2 separate regions of the Sus scrofa genome follow, and region 1 is linked to region 2. Evidence: chromatin contacts called from public HiChIP or PLAC-seq data. All regions are on one chromosome and are shown on one strand. The core of a region is the stretch at or near the end of the contact, and the rest is flanking DNA. Distances in the headings are between cores, read along the strand shown. Region 1 has its middle 130 kb from the start of BMP2K. Region 2 holds the start of BMP2K (BMP-2-inducible protein kinase).

Region 1 (6,743 bases), core at 2,172-4,671, 130 kb after region 2:
TCTTCCAACAACTTTCAAATAAAGTATTGTTAATTATAATCACCTTTCTGTACATTCCATTCTCAGAACTTACTTCTAAGATACTGGTTTATTTTAATTTACCTGCATGTATATCCAGCTTTTATCATGCTTAGCACAGGAGGTCTTCAGTTAATATCGATGGGCTCAATAATTATTATAGATATTATTAGTTCAATGTCAAAGACTAAGTAAACACTCAAAGAGATTGAATAGATTTTCCCAATTTCTCAAATCTACTTGGGTAGCCGAGTTAGCACAAATGAGCTCTTTCTCACTCCACTGTGACTAAGGGCCTCTATAAGGCATGCGGCACAGTGCTGACCACACCGTGGGCAGTCAATAGTCCTCTTCCTTCATCGCTGCCTCATTAAAGATGTCTTGGGAACAAAGAGCAACTTTGCTGCTTGTCCTCCAGAAGCTTCTCCTCCTTCATTCAGCTTCCTCTCGTGACTCATATTCCTCTCCCACTCCAGGCCCTCTGGCTTCCCCTGTGGCTCAGGGCCGGGCACTGGTGACGCTCTGGACGTTTGCCTGCATGTCTACGATCCCTTCAACTCAAGCTGCGCCCGCCAGCGACGTGACCTTTAGAAGCTGCCAAGTCCCTGTTGCTGAGTGGTTCCTGCTGCTCTGTGCCTCATGAAGAAGGGGAGATGGAAGAGGAGCGTACTTCCCCCTCGGAAAGTATGAGAAACCCCAGACCAAGGAAGTTATGCAAGTGATGGGGAGAAGTTCGTTCAGGGTTTCAGCTCTGCCCATACACCTGTGCCTGGCCTTGGCACATTCTAGAGTTCTTGGCTCTCGATAGCTCAGTGACTGGGAAGCAGAAAACACACAGCCAACTGTTCACTTCTGGTCTGAGAACCTCCTGACCAGTTGCCTCAGATTTAAAGATATGTCACTGCCTTCTTTATCATGGTGGCTTTTGTCCTGTACTAGATGATTTTATGTTCTTGAGCTATAAACTTCCAAGGGACCAATTTTGACTTCAGTACTTGTGACTGTTAGAAGCTGATAATATATCATGAAGTTGCTTTGGGTGGGAAGCCAGGGGGTTCATGAGACCTCCAAGTTTCCAGAGCCTTCTCCCCCTTGGAGAAGGACCTCCAGAGTAAAGAGCTTTGCAATTGCTCTGCTATTGCTTTGAGGCACCAGTGTGAGAGTGTCTGGGACATGGACTTGGGAGCTGTGGATATCTCGGTTAGTATTATGATTCTAGAATGATCTAGTTGTGTGATGTAGGGTGGTACTTAGCCTTTCTGAGCCTCAGTTTCCTAACTGATAAATGGCGATAAATATTACCTACTTGGGAGTTCCAGTCGTGGCGCAGTGGTTAACGAATCCGACTAGAAACCATGAGGTTGTGGGTTCAATCCCTGGCCTTGCTCAGTGGGTTAAGGATCCAGCATTGCCGTGAGCTGTGGTGTAGGTCACAGACTCAGCTCGGATCCCGTGTTGCTTTGGCTCTGGCATAGGCTGGTGGCTATGGCTGCAATTGGACCCCTAGCCTGGGAACCTCCATATGCCGCGGGAGCGGACCTCAAAAGGCAGAAAAAAAAAAAAAGACAAAAAAAAATTACCTACTTGATGGCATTGAGGTTAAATGAGAGAACATCCATAAACTGCTCACACTCAGTGTTAAGAAATGGATGCCCATTATCACTGAAACACCAGGAAGGATGAGAAGACAGTTAACACCTAATGGCTCTTCAGGTCTGTTTTCTGAGAAGAGCATGTGAGATCTTAAAGCCAAAGCTGAATTCCCTCCTCTGAAAGGGAGATAAGAATGTTTGGAAAGCTGCAAAACATTGGTTATTAAACAGACCATGCAGTCCTGTGTCAGTTGCCCTGTATTTTTTTTTTTTTTTTTTTTTTTTAAGGGCCAAACCTGTGGCATATGGAGATTCCCAGGCTAGGGGTCGAATCGAAGCTGCAGCTGCCAGCCTACACCACACCCACATGGCAACTGTGGGATCTGAGCCACGCTGGCAACCTATGCCCCCACTCATGACAATGCTGCATGCTGCGCCACAAAGGGAACTCTGCCCTATAATTATTAATAATAAAACATTTGAAGCAAAAAGGATCATATGTATATACCAGGTATAGCAAGAGAGAATGGGGAATTGAGAAAAGGTGTAAATAGTATCAAATTGTTACTATATATCAGGTGTTGTAGTAGGTGCTCTTTGTTAGGTAACTTTTGTCACCTCATTTGATTCTTCATCTCTTCCACAACGGTTCTAATTATTCCCTCCCTGGGTCTCCTGACACTATGAGTTACATAAATTACTCCCATCTTTTAGAAAAATTGACATAGAACTGACATTAGTTTTAGGCATACAACATAATGATTTGATACATGTATATATTGCAAAATGATTAGCACAATAGGTTTAGTTGACATCTGTCATCACACTGCTACAATTTTTTTTTCTTGTGATGAGAACATTTCAGATGTATTCTCCTGGCAGTTTTCAGATGTACAGCACAGCATTCCAGCTGCAGTCCCCATGCTCTGCGTCACATCCCCAGGACTTATTTTCTGACAGTTCTAAGTCTGTATGTTTGACTACCTTCATCCATTTCATCCACCTCCCAAACCCCGCCTCTGGCGACCACCTGTTTTTCTCTGTATCTACGAGTTCTGATTTTTTGTCTTTTGGGTTTTTTTTTTTGGGGGGGCGGGTTGTTCTTTGGCCAGATCTGCAGCATATGGAAGTTCCCAGACCAGGGATCAAACCCAAGCTGCAGCTTCGATTTATGCCACAGCTGCAGCAATGCCAGTTCCTTAATCCTCTGTGCCACAGCCAGAACTCCGAGTCCTGGTTTTTTTGTTGTTGTTGTTTTTTTTTAGATTCCACATTTAGGTAAGATCATACACAATATTTGCTTTGTCTGTCTGACTTACTTCACTACTCCCATCTTATAAAGAAAAGGAAATAGTGAATCAGCCTCACTCAGTAATTTGCCCAAAGTTACGCAGCCAAGTAGGTGGTATTTGAAATCAGAGTGTAGCTCCAGAGCCTAGAGTCTTTCCTTTATACCCAGGAAGGGGGAGGTCAGGGAGACTGTTTTTCCTGAAGAAAGAAGACAGAACCATCCCACTGGGGAAGCCAAGGGCAGCCCAGGAGAGGGAGGACAACCACAGTGTCCCCAGGGCTGTGACCAGAGAAAGGTGGTGGAGTTTCCCCACCGGGGCTTTCTCTGGGTAGATGATACATTCTGGGAAACCTTGGACCTCCCAAGAAGTTTCTGGCTGTACCTGGTCCAACCAAACTACATACTCAACCCCAGAAGTAAGTGCGAGGAGGAAATCAAGAACGGACAGCTTGTCGCCTCGTGGCCAGGAAGGTCTCCGTGTTGAAATAATTAAAAGTAGACTAAACAGTGGAAAGACTTCGCTTTGTCTTGTCAGCATTGCTCAAGTCAGCCAGAAACGAAAGCAGAAGGCTGAGGAAGAGCCCAGAGGCAGAAAGAGGAAGAAAGGAGCTTTTCTCCTTCCTATCAGATCTTCTCTCTAGAAACATATTCGAACAAACCGGAGACATTCTCTAATCATTTCTGTTGAACTGAGCCCTCCAGTGACAGAGAGCTAAGCTGTGGGGCTGCCGCCCAGAAGCTCTGAAATAACTGTCAGTTGCTGGGGCTGGTGTGCCCTGCCTGCAGCACCGGTGCCACCTTAGAGTCCTGAGGTCCATGGGAGACACAGGAAGAGCCGGAAAAGTAGGACCCTTCCCAGCTGAACGTCACACCATGTCACCCACTTTCAAGGGAAGACCCAGTGTGGACTGTGTCTCCATGAGATGGATCTTGCACAGGCTCCAAGCCGTGACAGGGAGGTCTGCACGGCTGTCAGACTACCTGTCAGTATCTGGAAAACAGGCAATGTAATCCTCAGCTGTCCTGTGGGTTCCACCACAAAGCAGGAGGAAACTAGCTGTTTTCCACAGACAGGATCCTACAGTGAGATTTCTGAAATTAGAGAGAGAAAAAGAGAGAGCGAGAGGGAGAGTGAGAGAGAAGAGCCAGACTTCCCACCAGATACCACAGAAACAGGCAAACAAGCCAACCCGAGGGATGGGCTCTTGCTCTTCAGGTCCAGAGAAGGCTCTTGGGGACGGTGGACGCGCCGTTGGCACCGGCACTGTTTGCTGCCCGACTCTCCCATCTTATCCATACCCACGTAGTCAGGCGCTCCTAGGAACTCATCCTCATCTCCGTGCCAATCTTTACTGTCTTTAAAGCCCCGCCAGTGAATTCCTTTAACACCCAGCTCAGAGTTCCCGCTCTCAGTGAATCCTTTCCTGCCGGATCTTAGCAGTCTTTCATTTGGAGCCCCAAACACCTTTTAAGAACCAAACTTCCTTACATATCATTTTAACATGTGTAAGTCAATGATTGTGAAAACTGTACACATCACAACTAAAAAAAAAAGCAGGACAGCGAGTTACGCGTAACCCCACCATGCAGAGATGAGCAGTGACGGTGTCACGTGTGTTTGAGTCTCTCTGGTGTTCCGTCTTCCCTGTGTGGTTAACACGGTTTTTCCTCCTCTGCAGCAAAATGTCGTGAGCATCTCTCTCATACGCGTGTCTGGGTGTCTGTCTATCTGTACACTGTCATGGTGCATATAGTAGTTCACAGCCTTCTTAATAGCATCAGGCGGAGCATACCATGTTTCACCACAGTTCGTGGTAAATAGCCAGGCCTCGCTTAGGGTAAATGATTGGCTGGGTTGTCCTAAGGGCTCACACGCATTGATCCATTTGATCTGTGTTCTCCGAGGTGGTTGGTTTCATTATTACTCTCACATTTCACAGATAAGGGAACAGAGGGCAGAAAAAATTTAAATTATTTGTCCATGACTAGTACATTTAGAGCTAGAATTTGAACCTGGCTTCAGAGTCTTTTTTTTTTTTTTTTTCCTTTTCTTTTTATGGCCTCACCTATGGCATATGGAAGTTCCCGGGCTAGGGATCGAATGGGAGCTGCAGCTGCTGGCCTATGCAGCAGGCACAGCAATGCAGGATCCAAGCTGAATTTTTGACATTTGACACAGCTTGTGGCAACGCCGGATTCTTAACCACTGAACGAGGCCAGGGATTGAACCTGTATCCTCACGGATACTATATTGGATTCTTAACCCCCTGAGCTGCAATGGGAACTCCTGGCTTTAGACTCTTAGGCACCGCCCTATGTGACTTTAACAGTATTTGTTGAGCACCTAATAACCAGCAGTTTCTTCAGATATCTTATTTGTTACCTCTGGAAGTCAGGAACAACAGTGTGAGAGTCTTGCCTGAGGTCAAAGGGCTGCAAAGGGGGGCAGCCAGGGCAGCCTGGTCCCCAAACCCGGCCACCACCCCCATTGCCCCCATCGTCATCATCATAGTATATTCATCCCCGTCAGATGCTATCCTTGCGAATTAGCCGGATTAGCTGTCTTTACTCTCTCTTCCTCCTTCCCCAGAATATCACATCTTTATTCATCCTTATAACCCCAGCACCTTGCACAGTTCCTGGGCCCTGCTCACCATGTGATAAATACTTGAGGGAATAAAGGACTTGAGGAACTGGTCTGACTGACAGCAACCAAGGAAGACATTTTGCTTAACCTGTTTAAATAGAATATGCAACGCATGATACGAATTTGTCGTGTGAACTTGGCTCTCTAACACAAGACAACAAGAAAAGTTGACATTTACAGTGCTGAAAATCTCTAAACTCCGTGTGAGGGATGTGGCCAAGAGCACCTGGAGAGACCACCGATGCTCTGGCTGCAGCTCTAGAAGGGGGGAGAGTGTGAATTTGGCTCCTTCTCACTCACTTCCTACCTGGGACCTTTGTTCTCCCAGCTCTTGGGGCACGCTGGTGTGTGCAGGCTGATTCCACCTCCATGTCCTTTATCAAAGTTTTCTTTTGCCTGGTGGTTGATACTGTATCAGTTGTTACTTCAGGGCAGAAGCCCAGAGGTCTGTGAGTCTCCCTGGGCCACTTCTAGTTCCACAGTTGGTGCCAAAAGGGCAATCCGGTAGGTTTTATTATGATGATCTTTTAATCTTTTTAGGGCCGCACCCACAGCGTATGGAGGTTCCCAGGCTCGGGGTAGAATCAGAACTGTAGCTGCCGGCCTACACCACAGCCACAGCAATGTGGGATCCGAGCTGCATTTGCGACCTACACCACAGCTCATGGCAATGCTGGATCCTCAACCCACGAGGCCAGGGATCGAACTCATGTCCTCTTGGATCCTAGTCGGGTTCATTACTAGGCACAACAGGAACTCCACCCCAGTAGGTTTTGATGGCCGGTTTTCTCTCCTGCAGCTGAATGGGCTCTTACAGTGTCCTGGGTTTGAGGATTTGGGACTTCTTTTTACTGTTTACTGCAGCAGGCAATCAATGCGATTCCTACTCAGTAACTCTCCTCCCCACTTGAAATTCTCCTCTCTCCCACTTGTGACTTTGCAAAACCCACAGAAACAGGCCAACTCTGGTCTCTGAGCAGGGCTGAGCTTCTGGTAGAAAAAACTGGCAGAAAGCTGAGTTTGTTGAAACGAGAAGGAATAGAGCACTACCAAAACAGCTTATGCACAAAGCAACTGATCCTTGCTTTATTTCTGTCGTCCCCTGGGAGACATACAGCGAGTGGGCGGGAAAGGTCTGAATTCGTCAGTGTGCTGGGGTGGGTTGAAAAGAAATCTGGGGTACTTTCCGTGGTTT
Region 2 (7,191 bases), core at 4,266-6,765:
GCATTCCTTTGGCCTCTGGCAGCTCCTCTTTAGTTTCGTTGGTCTTTGTCTACTCTAAATCACTGGTATGATATGGTTCCTGGAGTATGTGCTGATGAGCAAGTGGTGGAAAAGCAAATTATGGGCTCCACGCAGACGTAGAGAATCAAACTCTGGAGGTTGGGCTCAGCGATGTGTACGCTGCCAAGCCCTCCAAATACATGGTTCTGAGGAACTCTAACGTTCGAGACCACTGGTCCAGGAGTCCTTCGTGAGAGCCCTCCCCTTCCCATCTACACTCTCTCCCTACACCCAACCTCTCCCAGGGCTTAAAACCACAGACAAATAAATGCTCATTGACCAGAAGTGCCTGTCTCTAAGCCTCAACACTGCTGCTGAATACCGGACCATATATTCAGCTTCCCACGTAACCCTTCTTTCCTCCCAGACACCTCAACTAAACACGTCTGGAATTACTGGATCCTTCCACCCCACCCCACCCCACCCCACCCATCGGTTCCTTCTCTACTCTTCCCCATCTCAGGAAATGGTACCTCTGTCTAAAAGCTGGAGAACAAGTCGTTTTTCACACATTCTACAATACCTGCCTCCAATCAACCCACCACCAGGTCTCCCCACACATCTCCATCCCCACTGCCATCTTAACAAACTGTCTAATGTGTACACCCCTCGAAGAGTCCCCACAGAGCAAACACCATGAATTACGTAAAATCCAATCGGAGCATGCCGCAGCCCTAACTTAAATCCTTCAGTAGCCTCCCACTGCATGTTCGGATAAAATCTAAATCTCCAACAAGGCATACAAAGATCTGGATCCTGGTCACCTCTCCAAAATCATCTTGGGTTTCTTCCATGGGTTTCATTCCCTATAATCCACAGCCCTGGACATATTGCAGTTCCTGAAACTCTCCCCCCCATAGGAAGCTCTCTCTTCATGACATACTCCAAACCAGCCCACCTTCATACCTCTGCCTTTATCTAACTCTTCATACGCTTCAGATTTTCGCTAAAAGGTCCAAAAAAAGGCTTCCTTTATTAGTCAATATAAATTGAATCAGTTATTCTCTCATAAAACTCTATGTTTTCTTCGGACAGTTATCAAAATTGCTAATTACGTTTACCTAATTCTGTTTAACATTTATCTTCTAACTAGACTCTAAGTTCCATAAGACCAAAGAAATAGCTGGGTTTTGTTTTTTTCCTCTTTTGCATAAATAGCACCTAGTACAGCCTGGCATTGTTTTTAAAGGGCATTTAATAAAGTCATGGAATAGTAATGGTTGTTGATATCTTTGTTAAATCGTACCCTTCTACTCTCTTTGTTATCTCTAGGACCTTCAACTTACAAGTTACTGGGTAGCCACAAAAAATTTCTGCAAATCAGATACCATGCTTAAATGCATCATTTTTTACTGATTTATACCTCAAAATAAAATGTATTTTCCTATATTCCTGTAAAATTAACAATGAAAACTGACATTTTACCTAAATTCACTTATTCTACTCCAAGCAATTAACTGAGAGCTACCGAGCTACTTTTACAGAACTCTGGAGTAAACTCCTGGCCTCCAATTACTGACAGTGCTAACAACCCCCATGGACCCCAATGGATGTGTCAGAAAGTCCTACTCACCCAGTCATACTCAAAATACCACTCCTATCCAGCCCCATAACCTCATGATTAGATGACGTCAACAAATTATGGATGGTGTCCTGGTCTCTATGCTTCCCATTTAAGTCCACATTTTACCAAAGATGTTTAGGAAATAAAAGTCCCCTACCCGAGAACCCATTCCTCCCATTATCCATCAAAATTAGTCTTCTGACTAGCACTGAAGGCCTACAGAGGCATGTCATCCAAAAGCCAGTCCTACGTTTTAGTAAATACTTAGGTTATACTGTATTATTTGTGCTGGACAATCTGACACTGTTTCATGCTAAAATTTACATGTAGCTCTATCTCATCTGTACAGCCCAAAGCTGAATCTGCACTCCTAAAACTAAACTGTTTTTGAGGAAAACGCCCCACATACCATCAGGCCTCTGAACTTTTGGCAGGAACTAAAAAGGTGCAATTCGTCAGCATTTTCAAACATACTACAACATATATTTCAGAGAGAAAACTACTCCAACAGGTTAGTTACAACTACAACACAAGCATACCCGAGAATCCTGGTTTTATAATATATCTAAGACATAAACATGCATGTGCATGGATATACACATACATACATACTGACACATACACACATATATAGTTGATCCTCATAATCCGAGGAGTTCGTATCTGCAAATGTGCTTACTTGCTGAAATTTACTTGTATCTCTGAAATCAATACAATGACACTTTCACAGTTATTTGCAGACATGCGCATAGGGGTGAAAATTTTGAGAAGGCCAGCTGGAATCCAGGAGGTATTGCTCTGCTCTGTTTCAGCTCTCATACTGTAACCAAGTGCTCTTTTCAAGTTCTATGTCATATCATGCTTTTCTCTTTCTTGTGTTCTGCAATAGTGATTCTGTTGTTTAAAATCGCCCCCAAGCACAGTGCCAAAGTGCTCCCTACTTAGTGTTCCTAAGAGCAAGAGGGCTATGATGTCCCTTACCAAGAAAATTATTAGATAAGCTTCATTTACGCATGAGTTACAGGAGTACTGGCCATGAGCTCAATGCTAATGAGTCAACAACTTATGTCAAACAAGGTGTCTCTAAACAGGAAACACACATAAAACAAGGTTATAAACTGGTTGACACAAATGTTGCCAGCAGAGGCTAGCAGTGCCCTAACACTGTATTAACCCTAGGAGCAATGCCTCAGTAGTCACTAAATCACTATATGGCAACTTTATAAAACATAACTACTGTGAATAACGAGAATCAAATGTGTATGGGGGGGAGGGGCAGGCAGCGCTCACACCAGGTTTCCTGAAGATTCAAAGACACTGCAGAGGCCATTCTGAGCAAGCTGCCTGTGTCTGCAGTAGCCTGGCAAACACTCCTCAGGACACATCACCTGCAGAGTCTTGGCTCGTTTAAATAACACTGACACAAAAAGCAAAAATGTAAAATCTACTGTTTTTGCTTCGACCTCTCTCAACCTCCACCCCTCTCACCACTCAATGCTCTACTTCTCCTCAGTTCAGGTTCTCTACACTCTCCTACCTTTTCACAAGCACTTGCCCGAGTTTTATAAACGGGCACATGTGTCTGTAAATTCCTGAACGATCATTCTAGAACGTAAACCACACTGGTGCTTAAACAGCTTGTCTAAATCACAGCATTACTTATTTGGAAAGAAGGGAAAACATTAAGCATCTGAAATAATATATTGTCAGGATCCAAAAGTAAACCGAACATAGATCCTTTGGATTGTGTGCGTGCGGAGAAGAGGATACACAAGGGAACAAAGCCTAGGCCTCAGCCTTCCCTCCAGGGAAGCCCAAATGCCTGGTTCCAGGTGCTGGGGTGCAGAGTGGGGAAGTGCCATCTTCCCCAAGAATTTGCTCAAGCCCTGCTTCCTCCTAGCACTTAATTAGTGATTTTTCCAAGCGGAAGAATGACAAATCAATGGCAAAAGTCAGTGAAACACTCTAACAGTAATATTAGTTACTGAAAGCATTTTTTGTGGTTGAGTGAGTACTCCCTTTTTGAAATTCATTTTTATTCTCATTTTCCAAAATTATTTATTTCTATGGAAAACAGTGTGCTTAGGGTAGTGATAGGACATGCTTGGAGCAGGGGCAGAAGCTACAAATCCAAACTCTAGTTTGATGAAATGTCAATGATTTCATTCTATTAAATAAAAGACCCATCTGGGATTTACTGAAGTGAAGTGAGTGTAGTATTACTCAAGCCACACTTGAATCAGTTACAACTCAAAGACAGAAGTACAGCATGTGAGCTAATAGCCATGTCTTCTAAAAACCTACAATTCAATCTAAATCAACACTTGAAAGTCACGTATAATAAAGAGCTAGGAAATTTTACAGCATAGTAAATCTGTCCATCAATGCCAATTACCATACATTCATCACTGGAGAAGCTAAGGATCCTCCTTCCACCGCTCTAAGGCTCAGCTAGGCTCCTAATGAGGGGCCAGAGCTTGCAAAACAATGATGTTCATCCCTGAATAATCAAGATTTCTCTTCAGAACAGTTCGTAGACAAAAACATTCAGGGTTTTCTCTCGCACTAATTCGCTACTGTTTACAGCATTTCAAAAAACACAAGTGGAATCTCAGTCTACTGTCTTCAAACCACATCAACACCTCTCAGAGAACCAAAGCTACTGTCCTCGATTTCTTCTCTCAATCTCCGAAATTAACAAGGGCCACTTATCAACAAATTATTTCTCGTGAAGTTTTAAAAGTACGTATTTTGTAATATCGGTCTGCGATTAAAACTCAAAAGTCAATGAAGCATGCAACAAGGCAGTATTTCCTACAAGCCAATTTATACAAGAAATAAAAAAACTACAGGATTTTTTTTAATGGAGTTAAATAACTTTTTCTGTAAGCCGACTTGCAGCTGTTGACAGAGCCTAGTAAAAGATAAGGTGGGATCGAACACAAAACTTCTCCAGTGAAAGTTAACCTGCTTTCATATCGCCTTTTCAACTACCGCCAGAGACTTACTGAAATGGTAGGACTAGCACCTTGTCTCAGAGAAGCTTCTAAATAACAAAGATAAGTGGACTCCAAGTTTACCTGCTTCCCCAAAGCAACCTGCTAACTGAAGCTGGGGCAAAGTATCACCTCCATCCCGCGAACACACAGGAATAAATCGTTTTTCACCTGATGACTGAGCAGCAGCAAACAGGCTTAACGCGCGGGCTGCAGGGTCCTGCGCCCGGCGGCGCGGGTGGAGAGGCCAGCGCATGACACCCGCCTGAGCCACAGCTGGGGGAGAAGAGCCCCAATCTTGCTCGGTCTGACCCTCAAATGAGTCACTGGTCCAATCACGACACCACAGCCCTCGCGCTAAGACGTTTCCTATGTATTTCCCTGCGTGGAGAAGGACTGAAAATGACTTAAACTCGTAATCAAAGAACCGTGCACCGGCCAGCGCGGCCGGCGGCGAGAAAAGCCGGCTTAAGAGCGAGACCTCGAGCTACTCTAAGAGCCTCGCTGGCCGGGCAGGAGGCAGAAGGGGGAGCCGAGGGAGCGAGCAGAGAAGCGGGCGGCGACCGGGAGAAGCTACCGCCACACCCCAGCCCTCCCTCACCTGCCGGCCCGCGCCTCCCCGGGCGCCCATACCTTCGGCCAGCGACTCCTCCAGGGTGACCTGGTAGCGGCCGACCGCGAACACGCGGACCCCCACGGACGAGCTCCCGGAGCCGGAGCCGAAGGCGGCCCCGGCCCCGCCGGCCCCGCCACCCGCCGCTCCGCCGCCGCCGCCGCCGCCCTCCGACTTGGGCATTCGAGAGAACTTCTTCATGGTCCCGCCGGCGCGCCGGAGGGCGCGGGGCGCGCGCAAGGGCGAGCGAGAGGGCGAGCGCCCGGCCCGGCGTCCGCGCGGGGCCGCCGGCCCTCGTCCGTCCGAGCGTCCGTGCGCGCTGCGGCCCGCCGAGCCTCACATTCCGCGCGCCCCGAGCGCAGCGCCCCGGCCCCTGCGCCCGCTCCGCGGCTCCGCTGCAGCTGCCGGGCTCCCGCAGAGGGCGGCGAGGAGGGCGGGGACGGGGCGGGGCGCGAGGGGGCGGGCCCGAGCGCGGGGGCGCCGCCGCCAGTGCCCCCGGCGCCCTCGCCGCCGAGCTGGGCGCCCGCAGCGCGAGCCCCGCGGGAGGGCGCGAGGGAGGGAGCTGGGGAAGGGGCGGGGCGGCCGGGCCTCCGGGGAGCGGGCGGGACTCCTCGCGCCGCACGGCCTCTGGAGCGCAGTCCGCGCCGCCGCCGCCGCCCCGGCGGAACCGGAGCCGCCCGCCACTCCCAGCCGTTGGCGGCGCGGCGCCCCTGCCAGCCGCTCTCTGAGGCCGGGCACCCCGCGCAGGCGCGCTGTCTGCGCCGCCGGAAGTGACGGTTCCGGCTCTTGTCACGTGGAGGGGGACGGGAAGGAGGACGGTGGGGGTTGGGGTGCGGGCGATGTCTGGGGTCCCGGCCGGGAGGGTTCGGCCGGACCTGTGGGGTCCCGGCTTCGAGCAGGGAGGTGACCCGGTGACCGGTCTTCTCGCCGCCTGTGCGGCCGGGGCGGGATGTCTCTTCTCGCCTAGGAGTTGGTATGTTGCTCTGGGGGCTTGAAAGTGCCGCCACCAACTTTACCCCCGCGAAGGAACTTCTCGCTGCAGTGCCGAGCCGCTTTTCCAGACCGGCTCCCCTGAGAATCTTCTTCCGCTCGCCCACCCCGGAGCGTGGGAGGTGGGAGCAGCGCGGAGCGAGAGCGGATTCCAGTAACCCGACTTCGGAAGCCGTGCTGCCGCCCTCTGTAGCAGACGCTTGTGCTCGGGAGCGTTTTGCGGTCTATAGGGTACTTTCAAAATCTCATGTGCGCTGTGCAACAGCCCTGTGAAGTATTCGGAACAATTGTTAAGTCCGTTTAGAGACCTTTCATCACTTCTGGCCCGGAGAGCTTAACGGACTCGGGGAAGGTCACATGGCTGGCTTTTGATGGAGCTGCAACTTCAAGGGCCCGCCTTTGATACTTCGTTTCATTCGTTGGGCCGTTTGGAAAAAGGAGGTTAGGGTCAGAGCGTTGGAAAACGGCAAATTTAGGACTGTTGGGAAGCAAAACCAGCTACCCGGTCCCGTCCCCCGCCCGTTAACAAAGAGATTTGCACATTAAAAAAAGAAAGAAAAAAAAAAAGCCCCGTTGCATCCATTTCGGAAACTGCAGTAGTCTCCATGCCTGCGGGGTGAGGCCTGCAAAAATGAGTATGGTGTTAAGACGTTTAGGATGGTAAGGAGTGTGAAATCACAGAGCCTGTGTAACTAGAGCGCCCCAGTCCCAAATCCAGCCTGCCCCCGCCCCCGCCCGGTATGAATAGAGGCCCGCTGTGGCCAAAGGTTCCATTTCTTAAGAAAAGCCAGGAATCTTCTGGATGTTTTTGTAATACGGCATTTCCCAAATTTTTTAAATGTAGGTCAAATAAACTGTACGTGCAGGACGCCAGTGCGTGCCTTCTGTGAAAGCAGATGAATGTCGTTCTGTCCCCACTCCTATTTCTTTATCCAATTTTAAATGAGATACAGGCAGAAACGTTAGAA

Evidence for each region. HiChIP or PLAC-seq counts read pairs in DNA pulled down with a chosen protein or histone mark.
Region 1: a contact with region 2 is called in an H3K27ac HiChIP or PLAC-seq map of alveolar macrophages. The contact joins the enhancer-like site here to the promoter of BMP2K in region 2. A contact is called at or near these places in 6 of 47 Hi-C or Micro-C datasets (alveolar macrophages, brain, embryonic fibroblasts and 1 more) and 2 of 2 datasets of contacts at active chromatin or transcription factors (alveolar macrophages and skeletal muscle).

What each region holds. Positions count from the first base shown.
Region 1 is chr8:138,915,885-138,922,627 of Sscrofa11.1, forward strand. No RefSeq gene overlaps it. Among named protein-coding and RNA genes, the nearest start is that of BMP2K, 130 kb to the left of the region's middle. Within about 2 kb of position 3,422, at least 20 of the 83 cell types and tissues checked have an H3K27ac peak or open chromatin away from gene starts, as enhancers often do. A contact at or near this core is called in alveolar macrophages and liver, where this site is marked.
Region 2 is chr8:138,784,451-138,791,641 of Sscrofa11.1, forward strand. It overlaps BMP2K (BMP-2-inducible protein kinase), which reads right to left and starts at 5,516. Exons shown (of 16, transcript XM_021101897.1): 1 at 5,254-5,516. The coding sequence starts at 5,434.